5 separate regions of the Mus musculus genome follow, and all the other regions are linked to region 1. The links are chromatin contacts, called in public ChIA-PET, Micro-C and promoter capture Hi-C maps. All regions are on one chromosome and are shown on one strand. Each heading gives the region's core, a stretch centred on a gene start, on an enhancer-like site or on the middle of the called end of the contact. The rest is flanking DNA. Distances are from core to core; before and after follow the strand shown. Region 1 holds the start of Kmt2a (lysine (K)-specific methyltransferase 2A). Region 2 holds the start of BC049987 (cDNA sequence BC049987). Region 3 overlaps Phldb1 (pleckstrin homology like domain, family B, member 1). Region 4 overlaps Phldb1 (pleckstrin homology like domain, family B, member 1). Region 5 holds the start of Phldb1 (pleckstrin homology like domain, family B, member 1).

Region 1 (3,054 bases), core at 249-2,748:
CGGGAGGGAGCCAGGGCCAGAGGCTGCAAGCTCTCAGGCGCAGTGGGTGGGGTAAGAGAGCAGCTGCTTCCCTTGGGAGGATGCAGTCCTAGTTCCCCCACAAACATCACCCCTCACCGGGGCCCCCTTTCTCAAGAGCTGGAGAGAAACCCTGCTCCTCTCAAGGAGAATGCTAGAAAGTAGCTCTGCTCCAAGCCTAGGGGAACACTGGACCATTTTCCCTCGAACACACCTCTGGTCCTTCCTCTAAAGGAGGGAAAGGGGTGGAGTTGGAGGTAAATCCCTGACACCAGCAGCCTAGGAAACGTAGCCCTGGAAGATGAGGAAAGAGACAACGCTGGGGAGAGCACTGTTATCTTCGCAGGAGAGATGAGAACGACAAGGTAGAGAGAAAGCTTTCCCCGAGGGGTAGGGCGGAACGAGGAGGCCTGGTGTGCAGGAGGTGGGAGTGGGCTGGTGGTAGAGGTGAGACAAGGGGGAGTGACTGGCAAGGTGAAGACCTGGCTGGGGAGGGAGGGAGGGTTGGTCAGGTTTTCAGAAGCAAGGTGCAGGAAGGGACCTGGATTTCCCAAGGGCCAGGATAAGAACCTGGCTCTGGATGAAGCCACCACCCGAGAGATGTCCAAGGGGGAAGACTGCCCTAGGAGTAACACATCTGCCCAGGGAAGGAGGCGGAGATGTGGCGGGATCAGGTCTCTGGCAGAGGGAGGGAGGAATCTGGCTCGGATGAGGTAATCTGTGAAAGGGAGGAGGGGTTCAGTCCCGGGATGGGAAACCCCCGCAAGGGGGTCTGTGCCAAGGGATTTGGGGAAGGGTCCAGGGGAAGAAGGCGGGACGGGGGCTAAAGGCCCTCAACTAGAAGGGTCTGAGCCCTCGGGTAAGGGCGCCTGGGGGTCTGCAGCCCATAACGGGGGTCCTGAGATGGGAGGGCCATTTGCCCCACGTTAGGGACCCCAGGATGTTTCCAGAATTGGGATGCTCCTCAGACCTGCATGGGGGAGGGGAGGGGTTCTTCAGAGGGTCGAGACCCCGGACCTTGGGGTTCCTCGCCCCCTTACCTCTCCGCTGCCGCCTCCCCCGCCGCTCTCCCCAAACACTGCCCGGAACCGGCGCAGGTTGGTGCCGATGGCGGCCGAGACCTGCAGCGCCGCGTCGAAGCCCGGGCCCACCCGGAGCAGGGCCGGCCCTGAGGAGGCTGAGGACGATGACGAAGACGAAGACGAGGCGGACGACGAAGAGGCTGCTGAGGCGGCGGCCGCTCCCCCTGGAACCCCAGCCCCGCTGCTTCCCGCCGCCGCCGCCGCCACCGCCGGGGGGGAGGGGGGCGCCCCGGGGCCGCCACCGCCGGCCTGGGGCCCGGGGGGAAGCAGCAAGGCCGGGACGCGTTGCCGCGGGGCGCCCCCTAGGCCCCGGCGCCCCCCGCCGCCGCCGCCCCCGGTGGTCCCGGGTCGGGCGGGGAAGCGCCACCGACAGCTGTGCGCCATGTTCGCCCCGTAAGTGAAGCAGCGAGAGGGAGAGGCGACAACACAGGGGGGCGGGGAGGCGGAGGGGGGGGAGCGGCGGGCCCCGGAACCTGCCTAACCCGCCTGGCGCCGCCCAGATGGCCGTACCCCGCGGCCCGCTATGCCGAGCGCCGGGTGGCGCCCGCCTGCCCTGCAATCTGCATATGAGCCTCTGGCCTCCGCCTCCGCCGCCCGGAGGCCGCTGCTCTATGCCGAGCCCCGGGCCCGGCTCCTCCCGCCCGGCAACCTGGATAAGTGCATGCCCCGCCCTCCGGGAGCGGCAGCGCCAGGGAAGATGAGGGGGGGAAGGAAGCCCTGGAGCCCGGAGCGGAGGCGGGTTCCGGGGAGAGGGGGGAGGGGGCGAGGGCGGCGGGAGGATGGAGGCGGAGGGAGCGGGTGGCCCGCAGCCGAGAGAGCCGAGAAGCCGATTACACACGTTCCCGGGACGCGCAGGGACTTGAGCGGCCCAGGAGAACCGCTTCCAGTGCGGCGCGGCTGCTGGGTCCCCGGAGGAGCGAGCCTTCTCCGCCGCTTTGGAGAGCGGCGGGCTTAGCCCTTATGGAACGCTTCTAGAATCCAGAAAGCTCCATTGTACTCCATGCAAAACCCAAGCGTCGCCCAATTGATTCTATGCAAAATGGCAAGGCTCTCGGCGAACGCGCCTTAAAAAAATAAAATCCAATAAAAGAGGAGCCCCTCCCATCTTCACGCTTGGAGCTCTTTCCAAAATCCACACAACCGTGTGGTCGGCCTCTGCCACCTCCTCGCTCCACTGTGCGCTGGAGGGAGGTGAGGGGCTTCTGGTTTCCGTGCCCTTCTCCGGAGTTGGGGTGTGTTTTCCCAGTCCAGGCGTTGGAGCCACAGCGTGCGCTCCGCAAACGACCTGGCGTTACAACGGAGCTGAAACTGGGTGGCTAACGGACAGGGCCTGGAGGGAAGAGGCGGGCAAAGGCGCCCCGCCCCTTCTTCCTCCGCTTCCAGCCTGCCGCTGCATGCAAAGCAGACCCTAATGTATGCACACGGAGGGAGGGGGCTCGCCAGCACATTTCTCATGATTGGGAGGGGGGGGGTTTGAAGCCCGGCGTAGGGCATTATGATACACAGGGTTAGCAAGCCGAGAGGGAGGGAAGAGGGGTAGGGCAGTGCCGGGGGTTGATGGTGGGGTGAATATCCACGGGATTTACTTTATTGCAGGAAATGGGAGACGGCGCCTCCAGCGAGGCGTTAGAAGCCTGCGGGGATGGAAAAGCCAAGGAGGGAGGGAGAGATTGCTGCCCGAAGAATTTGCCTTGGCTGAGGCTTAGGGATCGATACACTGCCTGCAGACCCGGAGCAGCCTCCATCTCCCCCAACCCCCAGCCGAGGTGGAGTTCGCAGGAAGGTCATGCAGCCGTCCAGGTCTCCCGCACCGGTACCCGGCGCTGCTCTAACCAGGACCTCCCCGGGTGGCAGATTTGGGAACGACAGGGTGGTTCATAGTAAGGCAGGTAGCAACCAGCTCCAGCCCACTGGAGGGTGTACTGCACGCCTCCAGAGGTCCACGGCCTCCTGG
Region 2 (3,054 bases), core at 378-2,877, 210 kb before region 1:
AACCCTGACTAAGACAAGTCCTACTCAGGTCTAGTCAGAGAAAGCCCGCTGTCGACAACAACCTGGTCAATCGATGGTGCCCCCATGTCTTTCTAGCTTCCTGCATTATCTTCTCTCTCTTCGGTCATGAAGAGTACTCTCGTGAGTTGTTGGATATCACCTAGGTGGGCTGATGAGTAAATAAAACAGTCTCAAAGACATTAATCTGCCCCTTGGGAAAGGGGGGGGGGTTGGGCCTTCCAGTTGTACAAGTCAGCCAAAGAGAAGGGCCAATATTGCATAGCCTGATTGCCCTTTTCCAGAGGCCCATATGTCCCCAGCAAGAGAGCCACCGTGGTATCAGGGGAGGTGGCTCTCAGACTTTGGGTCCCCATGGCAGGACCGGGAAGTTGGGGTTCTCCTCCTGTTCATTCCTCCGGTAAAGTGGGATACAATGGCCCTGGTCCTATATGGGCTGAGGATTCCAGAGCTGGAGCCAGCACCGGCAGGGCCATGGGGGAAAGGGAAGGGTGATATGGAGGAGGAGGGTCTTGGAGCAACAGATCCGCTGGCGAAGGGTCTTGGAGGATTGACTTCTCTCAGGCCCGGATCCCTCCTCCCGTGCTTCTTTCTTCCCGACAGTCAGAACCTGTGAGGTGGGTCTTGGGGAAAGAAAGGCTTTTATCGGTGGGGAGGGGAAGGGGGGTGGGTTCTCCACGAGATTCTTCCAGGACACTTGGTCTGGGTGCAGCAGGGATCCTGGCCTAAAGACTTTTTCCTCTACTGCTTTGATCACCTGCAAGTTGAAGGTCCCTACAGGTGGCCCCCTTACTCCAAAAGTGGGCCATTCTGAGAACAGAGTCAGTTAAACTTGCTCTTCTCTTCTTTTCCTAACTTCCCTCCAGTGATTAACTAGAATGTTTAACAAGGTAGATTCGGTCTGTCCAATGTCCAAAGATGTCGTCAGTCCAAGTCCAAGAACATAGAATGAGGTAACCAACACCAACAAACACAGAGAAAGACAATCAACACACAGTTCATCCCTTTCATGGTCACAGTTACAGACAGTTCGTCCCTTCCATGGACGCAGAGCAGAGTTGCTTGGCTGGCTCCAGCCTCACCAAGACAAACCAGGCGTCCCTGCCAGTACAGCAGGAGCCAGATTATAGGAAGACTCAGCTCCTGCCAATACTGTCTTGCTGTTTCCAGAAGGAGTGGAGCCCTCCCAGTTCCCTTCAGGGTCTCTGGAGTATCCCCCAAATTCCCAGCAGTCTCAATGTTAAGGCACGTCTGTCAGCTGCACTTAACCACCCCAGATACCATAAACTCTCCAAGCCCCCGACACTTGCAAGCAAACCAAAAGTTCAAACAGACTTACAGACTCAGACTTTGACAAACAGCAAGGCAAACAAGAAAGAACCTTGGTACCTGCTCGAGACCTCTGATTCACGGCTCTCTGGTGTGTCCTCACAGGAGGTCGAATTCCCAGCCCATGCACCAAATGTAAGACTCTAACGAGCCTTAGCTTACCTGGGACCCCTACCCCTGCCACAGTGAACAACTTGGAGCTAGGGATCGATGCAAAAGCAAGAGGAATTTATTGTTCCAGTACACTGGGGTCTTCCTGCACCTGAAGGAAAGGCAGCAACCTTGGGCAGCCCGTTTGGCCAGTTTTTATACAGCTTTCAGAGGTAGAATAGAGCAACAGCCACTAGGCACAACGTGATTGGTAGAACAGTGTGACTTTTAAACTGATTGGTCCTTAGGGAATGGGGTGGCAAGGGCTTTCCTTGTCTGTGGGGGCAGCCAATGGTCTGTCTTTGTACTCTGGGCTTCCCTTATCTGCAGGTGGTCAGTGGTTAGTCCCTGCTGTGGTCTGAGGAATGGGGTGCCTGTGTGCTCTATGAACTTTCTCTTCCAGGAGGGGAGGGGTCTGGTGGAATTTGTCAAAGTTCCTGAGCTGACCTCTTCACAGCAAATGTTCTTAACCTCTGAGCCATTTCACCAGCTCCTTGGCAAAACCTCTTCACTAACTGGTGCCAAAATGTCCCTCCAGCCTGTCACACAACTTTTGCACCAAGTCTCTGGATGTCTCATGTGATGGCATGGCCTCCTGACTATTCCTCAGGACTCAGTGCAGACATCATCTTATGGTGGGGCTTCCTGATCCATCCCCGAGAGGTTGTCCTGTGTCCTCACAGGGTCTCCTGTAGATAACAGGGAGTTTGATAAAGCTTTGGAGAAGACTTGAGCCATTCTGTTTTAAGTGATAAAGAAATGGTCCCTTCTGGCATTAGAGACTAGGGAGCCACACACAGACTCAGTGTCTAAATCATACTTGGGTGACCTCAGTTGTGGCCCTGGCCCTTGGGTGCCCACCCATATAACTCTGAGCAAAGTCCCTGAGCATGTAATACCAGTTAGAATTGAGAAATGGAAGAAAGTGGCTGATGGGGTAGTGAGCACTGTAGCTGGAGGGCAGAAGTGGTAAGCAGTCCACAAGAAGTTGAAACACACATCTCCCCCCTCAGGTGGCCACACCTCATAGCCTGGACTTTGGCTGACCTGGGTAGGCAAGTGAGGCAGGCCGTGTTCAGCAAGCCAGAGGTGCCAGGGTTTGCTCATTCCGTTCTAGGCACCGTGCCCAGGATGACCTGGGAGCTGCACCTGCTGCTTCTGCTGGGGCTGGGACTTAGGTCCCAGGAGGCCCTGCCACCACCCTGTGAGAGGTAGGGAGGTGGAGAAGCTGTGTGTGTGGGGGAAGACAAGGGTGGAAGGCTGGGATGAGAGCTTACCCTCTGAGGACCAGCCTCTCAGAGGATAAAGAAGGAAGAAACCAGGCTTGTAGGGGTAGAAGGACCAAAACCTGACACCAAACTCACTGTGTTGGAACGAGGTGGAACTTTGAGGCAGGCCTATGTATAATTCCAGAGCTGTTGACCAATGTCTGCCCTCCGTGCTGCTGACCAGAGCTCACCAGCCAAGCAGCTCCTTGGACCAAGCAGGGCTGTTCTCTTCACTGTTCTAGCAAAGCTTGCCTAGCTTAGCGTGAGGGGAGTCTAGGTCCTGTCAAGA
Region 3 (3,054 bases), core at 215-2,714, 190 kb before region 1:
CTCAAAGTAAACTTTTTATGTTTTGATTTTGAACTATACAGATATGAATCTCGTGTTATTCAAGAAAATAAGGAAGGCAGGAGTAAAACTCAGTTGGCTGCTTGCTTGCCTAGCACACATGAAGCCCTGGGCTCCTAACATCACACAACCCCGGCATGGTAGGGCTTGGGGCTGCTCAGCGTTGAAGAGCTCCCACTTCAGACAACTCGAGAACCAGACGGGTGCGTGCACACACACACACACACACACACACACACACACACACACACACACACAATTTCAGAACTTGGGAAGTAGAGGCAGGAAGATCAGCAGTTCACGGGTTACCATTACCATAGCAAATTCAAGGCCAACCTGGGCTATGTGAAAGTCTGTCTCAAAAAGGAAAACCTAAAACAAAACGAAAAACCAAACTAAACAAAACACAGAAGGAAGCAGCCACAGAGCTGGGGATGCATGTAGTGCTAGCTCCGTGGTGGGCGGGGTTTGCCCCACCTCTGAGGGGCGGGGCTAAGAAGAACTGCCGTACACTGATTCCTACTGGGCTCTTTAGGCCATTCTACTCCCTTCATGTGAACAGCATAGAGCATATACATTGCACACAACATTCAAGGTCAGGGAGGAGGGGAAGGGAATGGGAGGGGGAGAGGGAGGGGGAGGGGAGCCGTCAGAGCAGAGGTGAACACTGGGTGTGGAGGAAGGGAAACAGGCCACTACAAACACCGATCACATGGTACAACTGCCACCCTCAGCCACCAGCTCCAGGAGAGGATGATACTAACCACTGAATTCAGAAGTGACAGCTACCAGTAAGCTCCTCTCATGGGTCCCTCTCCACTCCCCACACTCCGGGTTACTTCAGGCCCAGTTCCCTCCTCCCTCCGGCCTCCTGAAGGTCCTGTCCTAGCCTCTAGCCCTGCCTCTCACCTGACCTGGTGTTGAGGAATGGGTTTTAAAACCTTCTCTGATGGTTCCTCTTTGGGGAACCAGCTGCCTGTGTGTGCCTGGCTCACACTGCCGCCAACACATCCTTGCCTCGCAGCCTCCCCCACACTGAATTAGGTGGAGTCTCTTGAGATTCTCACTGTCCCCTTAGCAACCCAGCTCTTCACACCCCAGGGCCATCTCCCTCCTGTCCACAAACTCCTAACCAAGATCCACTGCGGGCCACTGCAACAGACACCACAGATTCTCAGCACAGAGCTTGCAACACTCAATGTGAACCTCTGTCATCCACACCTATATCCTCCTCCAACGGCAACAGCTATGTGCCAGGCACAGAACAGGCGCTCGCTTGCTCGTGGCAGGATGACTGAGTCCTAGGAACTGACACCTGCAAAGGGATCCTAGGCTCTTGTGCTAGGAAGTTACAACGTGGCGAGGAGGTACAGGCACACAGCCTAGTTGCTTGCCAGCGTGGCTTGGAGCTCAGGAGTACTCTGCCACATCTGAGGGAAGGAAGAGGTGTGAAAAGCAAGAGCCCATTCAGAGCACCCAGCATAGTCTGGCACGGAACTCGGCATCTGTCACTACAGCATTACACTCCGGGCTGATGTCACACAGCAAGGCAGGGATGACTGCCGGAGTGCTGAGGAGGGTGGGAACGGTTCCAGGTAAGGTGAGCGCCTGGAGGGGTTTACCCACGCTAATCTAATGTGCTTTCCTGTTGTAGGAAGGAGGAGGGCGCGGGTCCAACCGGCAAGCCACACCCAGGTCCTGGTGTAGCCCTAAACCCATCTCAGCATTTCCTCCTGGCCATCCTCCAGTGGTATTGTGCTCTGCCCCCCTTCTTCTTTCCCTGGAAATAGTAACAGGGAAACAGCAACCTTCGTACACTCTGTCCCGCCCACCTATCCTTGGTCTTGTGCAATCTGACTTCTGCCTGCTTGCATGGTGGAAACCCTTCTCTCCACAAATCTCAGACCCGGAGTCAAATGGCCTTTGGGCCACATCCTGCTTGACCCTCTGGTGGTATCTATCATGGCTGGTGACACCTTGGGCTTACAAATGTCTGTTCCCTTGGCTGGCTTCCTTCTGTTTCCGCTCCTCGTCTAAACGTGGTCTCCTTTGTTTCACAGGCATGAACCAAGATTGCCTTTGCCAAGCGCCAGCCCAGCACCTGGCGCACAGTCAGAGCCAGCTTCCTGCTTCCTTTTCTGCCTCTGCTGCTTTCTATCCTGCCTCTTCTCCACTCGTGGCTGCTCCTCCCCTCTCCTCGGCCTTGTCCTTGCTGAGAGACTGTGGGCAAAGGCTTTCTGAGCCCTGTTAAACTCGTTATACGTAACGGAGGTGTCAATATAGCGCTTTTGGCAAAAATTAGATGAGCCGATGCATCCAGAGTACCAACCGTTCAAGTGTCTGATGGACAGGCCCTGAATTTCCTATAATTATTACGCCAAGACTTTCAACTAGGGTCTGCCTCCCAGCCTAACCTTTTCCCTGGACCTAGCTAGACGCATCTCAGCCCCAGTGTGTCTGAAGTGGCTCTGCTTCTCAGGCTGACAACGTCCCTCTAGCTACACTCAGGCTTGTGTCTCTCCACATCCAGGACCCATGTCGACTGGGGAAGGCTTCTCCTTTTTTTTTTTTTTTTTTTTTGAGACAGGGTTTCTCTGTGTAGTCCTGGCTGTCCTGGAACTCACTCTGTAGACCAGGCTGGCCTCAAACTTACAGAAATCCACCTGCCTCTGCCTCCCAAGTGCTGGGATTAAAGGCATGCACCACCACACCCGGCTGGGGAAGGCTTCTTAAAAGGGCAGAAAGTCAAGAGGTGCAAGCAAGGCCCTGGGCCTGGGCATTCATGACCTGGAAGCCCTCCCCTTTCCAGGCTCTTGGTAGGTAGGGCTGTTTTCCCCAGCTTTGCAGGTGGCGGGGCTGAGTGACTGGTAGGCAAATGTGTCACACATTACCTCCCCGCTGAGACTCTTAATGTCAAAGCAAAGCGCCTCAGAACTCTCTTGGCTCTGCCAACACGCCCAGTAACGTTCCAGAAAGTCGCACTGTGCCTCAGAGACAGCCAACCCGCAGTGCACAGCGAGTTCATGTGGTGCATAT
Region 4 (3,054 bases), core at 248-2,747, 170 kb before region 1:
GCCTCTGCACCGACCCTGTTGTCCGGCAAGTACTGCAGGGGCCAGGTGGTCCTGTCCCACCGCTCTCCTATCTTCGGTCAGGGCGGTGGCCCACGGGGGCCGGGGAGGGGGCTGGTGGAACTGACCCTTCTCAGCTGCTCCTGTAACTGTTCCCGCACTGACTCGGGGCAGTTATCGAGCTGCGTCTGGAGCTCGGCGTAGAGCGCCTGGCGGGCCTCCAGGTGCCTCCGTCCCGCGGCCAGCTCCGCCCTCTCCTGGTCGGCGGGAGGGGAGGGAGGCGGGGCACAGGGGAGAGAGAACACACACTCCTCAACTCCGGCCCGGCGCGGGGGGCAGGGGCGAGCACAGGAGTACACCGGGAGTTGGGGGGCAAGCAGCGAGACGGAAGAGAGCAGGAGAAGAAACAGAGGTTTAAGACGGGACTCAGGCAGGGGACGGTGTAACAAAGGCAGAGGTGTGGGGGCAGGGTGGAAATGTTGGTCCCTTTAGAAATGTTTTGGAAGGTCCTAAGACGGGACCTTCCGGTTCCGCTTCAAACTAAAGTTAAAGCCGATGCAAGAAGGCAAGTACCAAGCCTTGAGTTCTATCACTGTTCCGAGACCAAAATTTAACCCTGGGAAAAATGGGGATGGTGGGAAGAGTTAAATATAGGACTGGGGAGTAAACGTGGAGCTAAAGTTGTTAGAGTTACAGCAGTGCAGCAAGGGGACCCCAGCCCAACCCCCATGGCCTCCCTCCCCTCCTGCCCAGGGTGGAGGTGGGGTGCCAGCAAAGCAGGCTGAACTTCAGTAGGGATGAGGGTTGCAATTAGTTCGGCCCGTTGCCATGGTAATAGGAGCCCCAGGAGTGGATACAGGGAGGAGGTGGATGGCTCTGTCTGGGGTGAGATGACACCTCTGAGGGCGGAAAGGGGGACGAGGGAGGAGTTGGTGAGTCACCCCTCTGAAGGACATGCAGAGGAGACACTGTGATTACTGATTCCAAAGCCAGAGTGGGGCCATGGGCTGGAAGCTGGGCGGGAAAGTCAAGAGAACCTTCCCAACACCACCAACAGCATCAGCACCACCACCACCACCACCACCACCACTTCACTATCACGCCTCAAACACCTGGACCGGAGGGAAGGCAAAGTCCTAGGAGCAATCTCAGCTAAGTGAGGCTAGCCAAGCTGCTTGTGGAATGCCTTTCCCCTGTGCTGCACCAGCCCAGTTCACCCACCCATCCTGGAGGGAAGGCCTTGGTCAAGCCAGTCCTGAAGTCTAGATGCTTCTGCCTTGAAATTATCCTGTGTTCTAGGTGGCCTCCAGGGTAGAGGTAGGGAAAGGAACATCTGAATTCAGGGAAGCAAGAATGGGTAGCCAGCCACTCAGAAAGGGCCTCTTCAAGCTCTCCAAGACTGTGCCCACATCTGACCTCCTTATTACTCAGCTCTGGAGGGCTAAGCAGAAGGGACAAACAGTTCACTGCACCTCCAATCCCTGCCCTTCAGTAAACAGGCAACATTATGGAGGCAAAGCCCAGACCTTTCCAGTAGGAGGCGCTGTTTGGGCAGAACATCTCCTTGGTCATGCACATCTCCCCGCAAAACACACACACACACACACACACACACACTCTTATACTCCTCCTGTCAGTGTTCCACTAAGCAAAATTTAGCTGTGCCTTTCTGCCAGTTCCCTTCTGATAATGGGGACCCACACCAAGAAAAGAAGGCAACATTAGAGGGGAGAGGCCAAGGGCACAAAGGTACCCATGGAGTTAGTAAAGCTGGCCTAAGTCAGCCCTGCCTGGGCGGCCTGGCAGTTAGGGGCATGCGAAGAGCCCAGGACAGTGATTAGAGGGGGCGTTAGTGCAGGCCTGGTCGGCAAGCATAGGGTTAATCTGGCACAGAATCTGGGAGTGTGGTTTTGGGGGCCAGAGCCAAAGCTCCATTTATAAAAAGGGGGCAGCAACGAATTTTTAAGATCCTCAAAATTGAGAGCAAGAGGAAGATAAGTCTCAAAAATAATCCAGAAGGAAAAATTAAACCTCTTAGAAAAATACTGTCAAATCCAGAAATAGATGAACCCTCTCCACTTCAGAGCTTTTGGCACGCCGTTGGGCATCTTGGACATGGCTGGCACAACCCCCGTGGGATGGAGCAGCCCCTGAAGACTGGCACTCAATCTGAAAGGGTCAGGGGCAGGGCTGGGACCATCTGGGATGGGAGGCTGCAGATCCTGATGATAGGAAACAGAGGCCTGTGGGCCATCTCCCAAAGACCACATCCTAAGCACCTGAGGCATGCTGGAGGGAGCTTTCTCCTCATGGTGGGCTCCAAACCCGAGTCATGCCCCCCATCCCAGCAGCACCAGTCCTTCAGGCTGTGCTCAGTGCCCAAGAAAGGGCTTTGGCACTTCCTAGAAGGACCACACAGGTTCCAGAACGGCAGGCACCCAGGCAACCAGAGGCAGCACAGAGATCTAGACCCCCAAACACCAGACCAGCCCCCGGCAGTACCATCCAAGCTTGTATCTTCCACAGAGTACAAGGGCCCCTGTCCCTAGAGGGCTACAGAGACCACTCGGATTGCAGGACGGATGCTGAGGGATGTGCATCGCCAGGGAAGGGATACTGCCTTCCTTCTGGGCCACTGGTAGTCAGGTATGGGTTACCTTGTCCCTGTCCTTCTGGATGCCTGTCTCCAAGGCCACCAACTTCTCCTGCAGCTGGTCCACCGCCCTTTGTTCCTTCTGCAGCGAGGCTCGCTCTGCCTCCCGCTCCCCCTGCAGCAGTGCTCTCTCCATCTCGGCCTAGACAAGGGTATCAGCATTCTGTCAAGGCTGGGACCCAAGGGTGAGGCCCCATCCCAGGGCCTGCACACCTCCCGGCCAGGTCACCTCTCGGGCTGCCTCCTGCAGCTGCTGTTCCAGCTCCTTCACTCGGATCTTCAGCTGTTCTACTCGCCCCAGAACCTGAGCCCGCTCCTCTTCCACAGCCAGCACCTCGCCTTGGTGCTTCGCGCCAGGAGCGTCTTCATGCTGGAGGGGAGGAGGGCACCATGAGAGAAGTCTG
Region 5 (3,054 bases), core at 257-2,756, 150 kb before region 1:
GAAAGGTGCACTTCTCGGAAACCCGCAGGGTTCGTGGATCTCCCCACAGCAGAGGCTCGGCCCTCCCCAGGCCACCGGGTGGGACAAGGCAGCAGTGTTGGGTCGCCTGCTGCGGCAGCCCCGCCCGTCCGGCCCCGGGGACAAGCGGCCTTTCTTCAGCAGGGCAGAGAGAGAAAAAGTCGCTTGTTTGCACAGCAGGGAAAGGGGGCGGCCTCGCAGCTGCAGGAAGGGGGCTGGCATGTGGAGGGAGGTGCGTGCGTGCGGGGAGGTTGCGTGAGTGGAGCAGTCTTCCCGGGCGACCCTTCCCAGCGCGTGGAGTGCGTGGTGTGAAGCGGACTAAGTGTGTGAAGTCGAGGCCCATGTGAGGATTCACGTGTGCACCCGTGGGGTGACACTGGACTGTCGGTGTGACGTGTCTTGCGGGTGCGCGGAGGTGAGGCGTGGGATGCTGTGCGTGGGAGCTGTGCGGACGCCCGTGTTAGTGGCCAGTTCTGTTTGTGTGACCGCTGTGGAGTGAGCCCGAAGTGCGATGAGTCAGTCTCCGGGAGCCTCCGGGACCGCTGAGCTAACGGGCCCAGAATGCAGCCCCACCCCGGCTCACTGGGTCCCCCGCCGGGCCGCGCAGTCGCGAGCCAAATCCCCGCTGCGCTGGCCTGGGCGGAAGCGTCCGCGGCGCCAGGGCAACCCCGCGCCCCACGACCCCACCCAGCCGCCTACCCTCGCTTCCCCATCCCGGGGGAGTCCGATGACGGCGCTCGACCTCGGCTGGGGAACTCCGCGCTGTTTTTGGATCCAGACCGCGGAGGCGGAGCGGGAGCCAACGGCTCAGTCATCCCAGGTCGCCGGGGACCCTCATAGATAACGGGGGTCCTGGAAAAGTGCCCAGGAGACCCTAGACATGGAAACCCCAGGATCCCTCCCTGACTCCCTCCCACGCCTCAGAGTTGAACTCCACATCTTTTTGAGTCCATCCAGGCAGCTGGAACGAGGACAAGAGCGGAGACGCCTAGGGGATCCCCCTTCCTGTGGTCCTGCTGATGTGGAGAGGAACCATGTGCGATGCTGTAGACAAGGTCCCGCGCGCGTACCCAACCCGAGACTGCAAGTGTGGGATACTGGCCATCGGGGTGCCCACAGGAGGATCTAGATCCCGCAAGACTTGGGGGGGGGGAATTCCTCCACTTAATACCAGGGCCCCCTCTGGCGGTGGCGCTGGCAACGACTCAGGAGGGCAAGAGCAAGCAGTTCGCCGAGGGCGGCCCACAAAGCCCCTTCCGCCAACGCACTCACCTGGCATGGCCCCCTTTTTCCGCACCTTTCTACCCAGTTCGCTGGGCCAGACTGGTCTCGTCTGGTCCCGGGGACTTTCCCTTCTGTAGACTCAGCCAGACGGCGAATGGAACCCCGAGGCATAGTGGGAGGGGCACGCTTACCTTGTGGGGAGTTGGGGGGACACCGGCCCCTTTGCCCAAGTGGGCCGCGGCGGCCTCAGGCTGGCGAAGACTCTGTTGCTTTTCCCCTGGAGCCAGCTGAGTAGGAGGAGAGGGAGACTGTCCCGCCCCGCTTCCCTGAGTCCCCGCCCCCATCCCGTCCTGTCCGCCTGGCCAGCTAGAGAAGACGCCCTTGTGGTGCTGGAGCCCAAGGCCCCCACCCAGCTTTTCCCACAGCAGCACCTCCCCCGCTTGCACAGCGCCCGCTTTGTTCATCTGTACAGCTGGGCTTTCCACCACCACCACCAGGGCCACCACCGTGCAAACTCTCCTCTCACCCTCCCCTTCCGACCCTCCTAGACCACCCTCCACTCTGGGCCTCGAAGCACTTCTTTATTTACCTCCGCCTACCCAAGATGCCTGAATCGTCCCCTGACTCCCCATGAGTCCTAGCGCAGCCCTACCACAGATGCTCAATTTCCTTTCAGAACATCAACTGAGGGCACCCAGGTCAGCCCCTACCCTTTGCTGTTCCAAGCCCCACCATAGAGAGTTGTCGATTTAATAATTGCACACCATGCTTCAGAAATGAACGTGAAGGCAAGGTCCGTTGAAAGTGTGCTGTAAGCCAAATGATGGTGGTCTTTTTCCCAGCACTCGGGAGGCAGAGGCAGGTGGATCTCTGTGAGTTCGAGACCAGACTGGTCTCAGAATGAGTTCAAGGACAGCCAGGGCTACACAAGAGAAACCCTGTCTCAAAAAACAAAAACAAACAAAAAAGTGTGGTGCAAACCACAGGACCCAGGAAAGCTGAATGGAGCCGGCCTTTTTGCCTCTGTCCATTCACCTCCACTAAAGAATTGTTGGGTTGCAGCTGGAGCTGGAGGCAGGGTAGAAAGACACCAGGTTGGCTGAAGAGTGGGAGTTTGAGGAAGAAAAGAGGGAGGGGGGCAGTCTATAAGCCCAGCCTGGCGAAGTCATTCAGCAGTCCAACCCGCACCCCGAAATCCAAGCTGACAGTGTAGCCGCACCTTGCAAAGCCTGCTCTTGCCCCAGGAGACGGCTGGGAGGCCTCATGGGAGCTGAACTCAGACTAGACTGGGCCTCTTTAACCTGCACTAAAGGATTGGCAGAGGCTTTTCCTCAGTGAAGGAACAAGCAGGAAGCCCCCAAGTCTGGCTTAAGGTCCAGATGGGATGGGTTGGAGAAAATTTAAAATGAAAGTCCTCTTTGGAATGGACAAACCCAGTTCTGTTCCAGTGGCTTTTGTTCTGTGTTCTCTCTCTCTCTCTCTCTCTCTCTCTCTCTCTCTCTCTCTCAGGAATGGCAGGAGACTGAACTGCAGGAATTTGGTCACTCATTGACAGAACTAGCATTAGTAGGGGGCATCCACAGCTGGCGATTAAACCTGAGACTGTGGAGCAATGAACAAGAGGGAGGAGGAGAAGGAGTCCTACCTGCCACCTCCTCTAGCTAACAGAGGTGACAAGTGCACTGTGGTCACCAGAAAGTCCCAAGATATAAGCAGCTTCTTTTTACCTCTCTTCGTATCATTTGAGGCTCAAGGAACAATTTCAGCTCTGGCCAACCTTCCTGAGGCATATGTCAATCACAACAGTATTTT

Evidence for each region. Promoter capture Hi-C pulls out the DNA fragments that hold promoters and counts their contacts. Hi-C and Micro-C count contacts between places; a contact is called where the count stands out from the background. ChIA-PET counts read pairs in DNA pulled down with a chosen protein or histone mark.
Region 2: a contact with region 1 is called in a promoter capture Hi-C map of embryonic stem cells, with 2.8 times the contacts expected there. The contact joins the promoter of BC049987 here to the promoter of Kmt2a in region 1. A contact is called at or near these places in 4 of 39 promoter capture datasets (the C10 cell line, embryonic stem cells and liver), 1 of 484 Hi-C or Micro-C datasets (B cells) and 3 of 9 other capture datasets (adipose tissue, liver and pancreatic islet).
Region 3: an RNA polymerase II ChIA-PET map of effector CD8 T cells shows a contact between it and region 1, with 16 read pairs. The contact joins the enhancer-like site here to the promoter of Kmt2a in region 1. A contact is called at or near these places in 1 of 39 promoter capture datasets (embryonic stem cells), 3 of 484 Hi-C or Micro-C datasets (B cells and embryonic stem cells), 1 of 115 datasets of contacts at active chromatin or transcription factors (effector CD8 T cells) and 3 of 9 other capture datasets (adipose tissue, liver and pancreatic islet).
Region 4: a promoter capture Hi-C map of hematopoietic stem and progenitor cells shows a contact between it and region 1, with 2.0 times the contacts expected there. The contact joins the enhancer-like site here to the promoter of Kmt2a in region 1. A contact is called at or near these places in 1 of 39 promoter capture datasets (hematopoietic stem and progenitor cells), 2 of 484 Hi-C or Micro-C datasets (both in embryonic stem cells), 2 of 115 datasets of contacts at active chromatin or transcription factors (effector CD8 T cells and extraembryonic endoderm stem cells) and 3 of 9 other capture datasets (adipose tissue, liver and pancreatic islet).
Region 5: a Micro-C map of embryonic stem cells shows a contact between it and region 1, with 2.1 times the contacts expected there. The contact joins the promoter of Phldb1 here to the promoter of Kmt2a in region 1. A contact is called at or near these places in 5 of 484 Hi-C or Micro-C datasets (embryonic stem cells, muscle stem cells and olfactory sensory neurons), 4 of 115 datasets of contacts at active chromatin or transcription factors (embryonic stem cells and extraembryonic endoderm stem cells) and 4 of 9 other capture datasets (adipose tissue, embryonic stem cells, liver and 1 more).

What each region holds. Positions count from the first base shown.
Region 1 is chr9:44,879,791-44,882,844 of GRCm38.p6, forward strand. Kmt2a (lysine (K)-specific methyltransferase 2A) reads right to left here and starts at 1,499. Exons shown (of 36, transcript NM_001357549.2): 1 at 1,059-1,499. The coding sequence starts at 1,484. Gm39326 (a long non-coding RNA gene) reads left to right here. Exons shown (of 4, transcript XR_870694.3): 2 at 1-2,913.
Region 2 is chr9:44,670,633-44,673,686 of GRCm38.p6, forward strand. BC049987 (cDNA sequence BC049987) reads right to left here and starts at 1,628. Exons shown (of 2, transcript NR_165440.1): 1 at 1,510-1,628; 2 at 1-641. It overlaps Treh (trehalase (brush-border membrane glycoprotein)), which reads left to right and starts at 2,601. Exons shown (of 15, transcript NM_021481.3): 1 at 2,601-2,708. The coding sequence starts at 2,629.
Region 3 is chr9:44,690,332-44,693,385 of GRCm38.p6, forward strand. All of the region lies in intron 20 of Phldb1 (pleckstrin homology like domain, family B, member 1), which reads right to left. Among named protein-coding and RNA genes, the nearest start is that of Treh, 19 kb to the left of the region's middle. Within about 2 kb of position 1,465, at least 134 of the 459 cell types and tissues checked have an H3K27ac peak or open chromatin away from gene starts, as enhancers often do. A contact at or near this core is called in adipose tissue, effector CD8 T cells and liver, where this site is marked.
Region 4 is chr9:44,708,269-44,711,322 of GRCm38.p6, forward strand. Phldb1 (pleckstrin homology like domain, family B, member 1) reads right to left here. Exons shown (of 22, transcript NM_153537.4): 8 at 2,880-3,020; 9 at 2,655-2,792. Among named protein-coding and RNA genes, the nearest start is that of Phldb1, 25 kb to the right of the region's middle. Within about 2 kb of position 1,498, at least 126 of the 459 cell types and tissues checked have an H3K27ac peak or open chromatin away from gene starts, as enhancers often do. A contact at or near this core is called in adipose tissue, embryonic stem cells, hematopoietic stem and progenitor cells and 2 more, where this site is marked.
Region 5 is chr9:44,733,692-44,736,745 of GRCm38.p6, forward strand. It overlaps Phldb1 (pleckstrin homology like domain, family B, member 1), which reads right to left and starts at 1,507. Exons shown (of 22, transcript NM_153537.4): 1 at 1,434-1,507.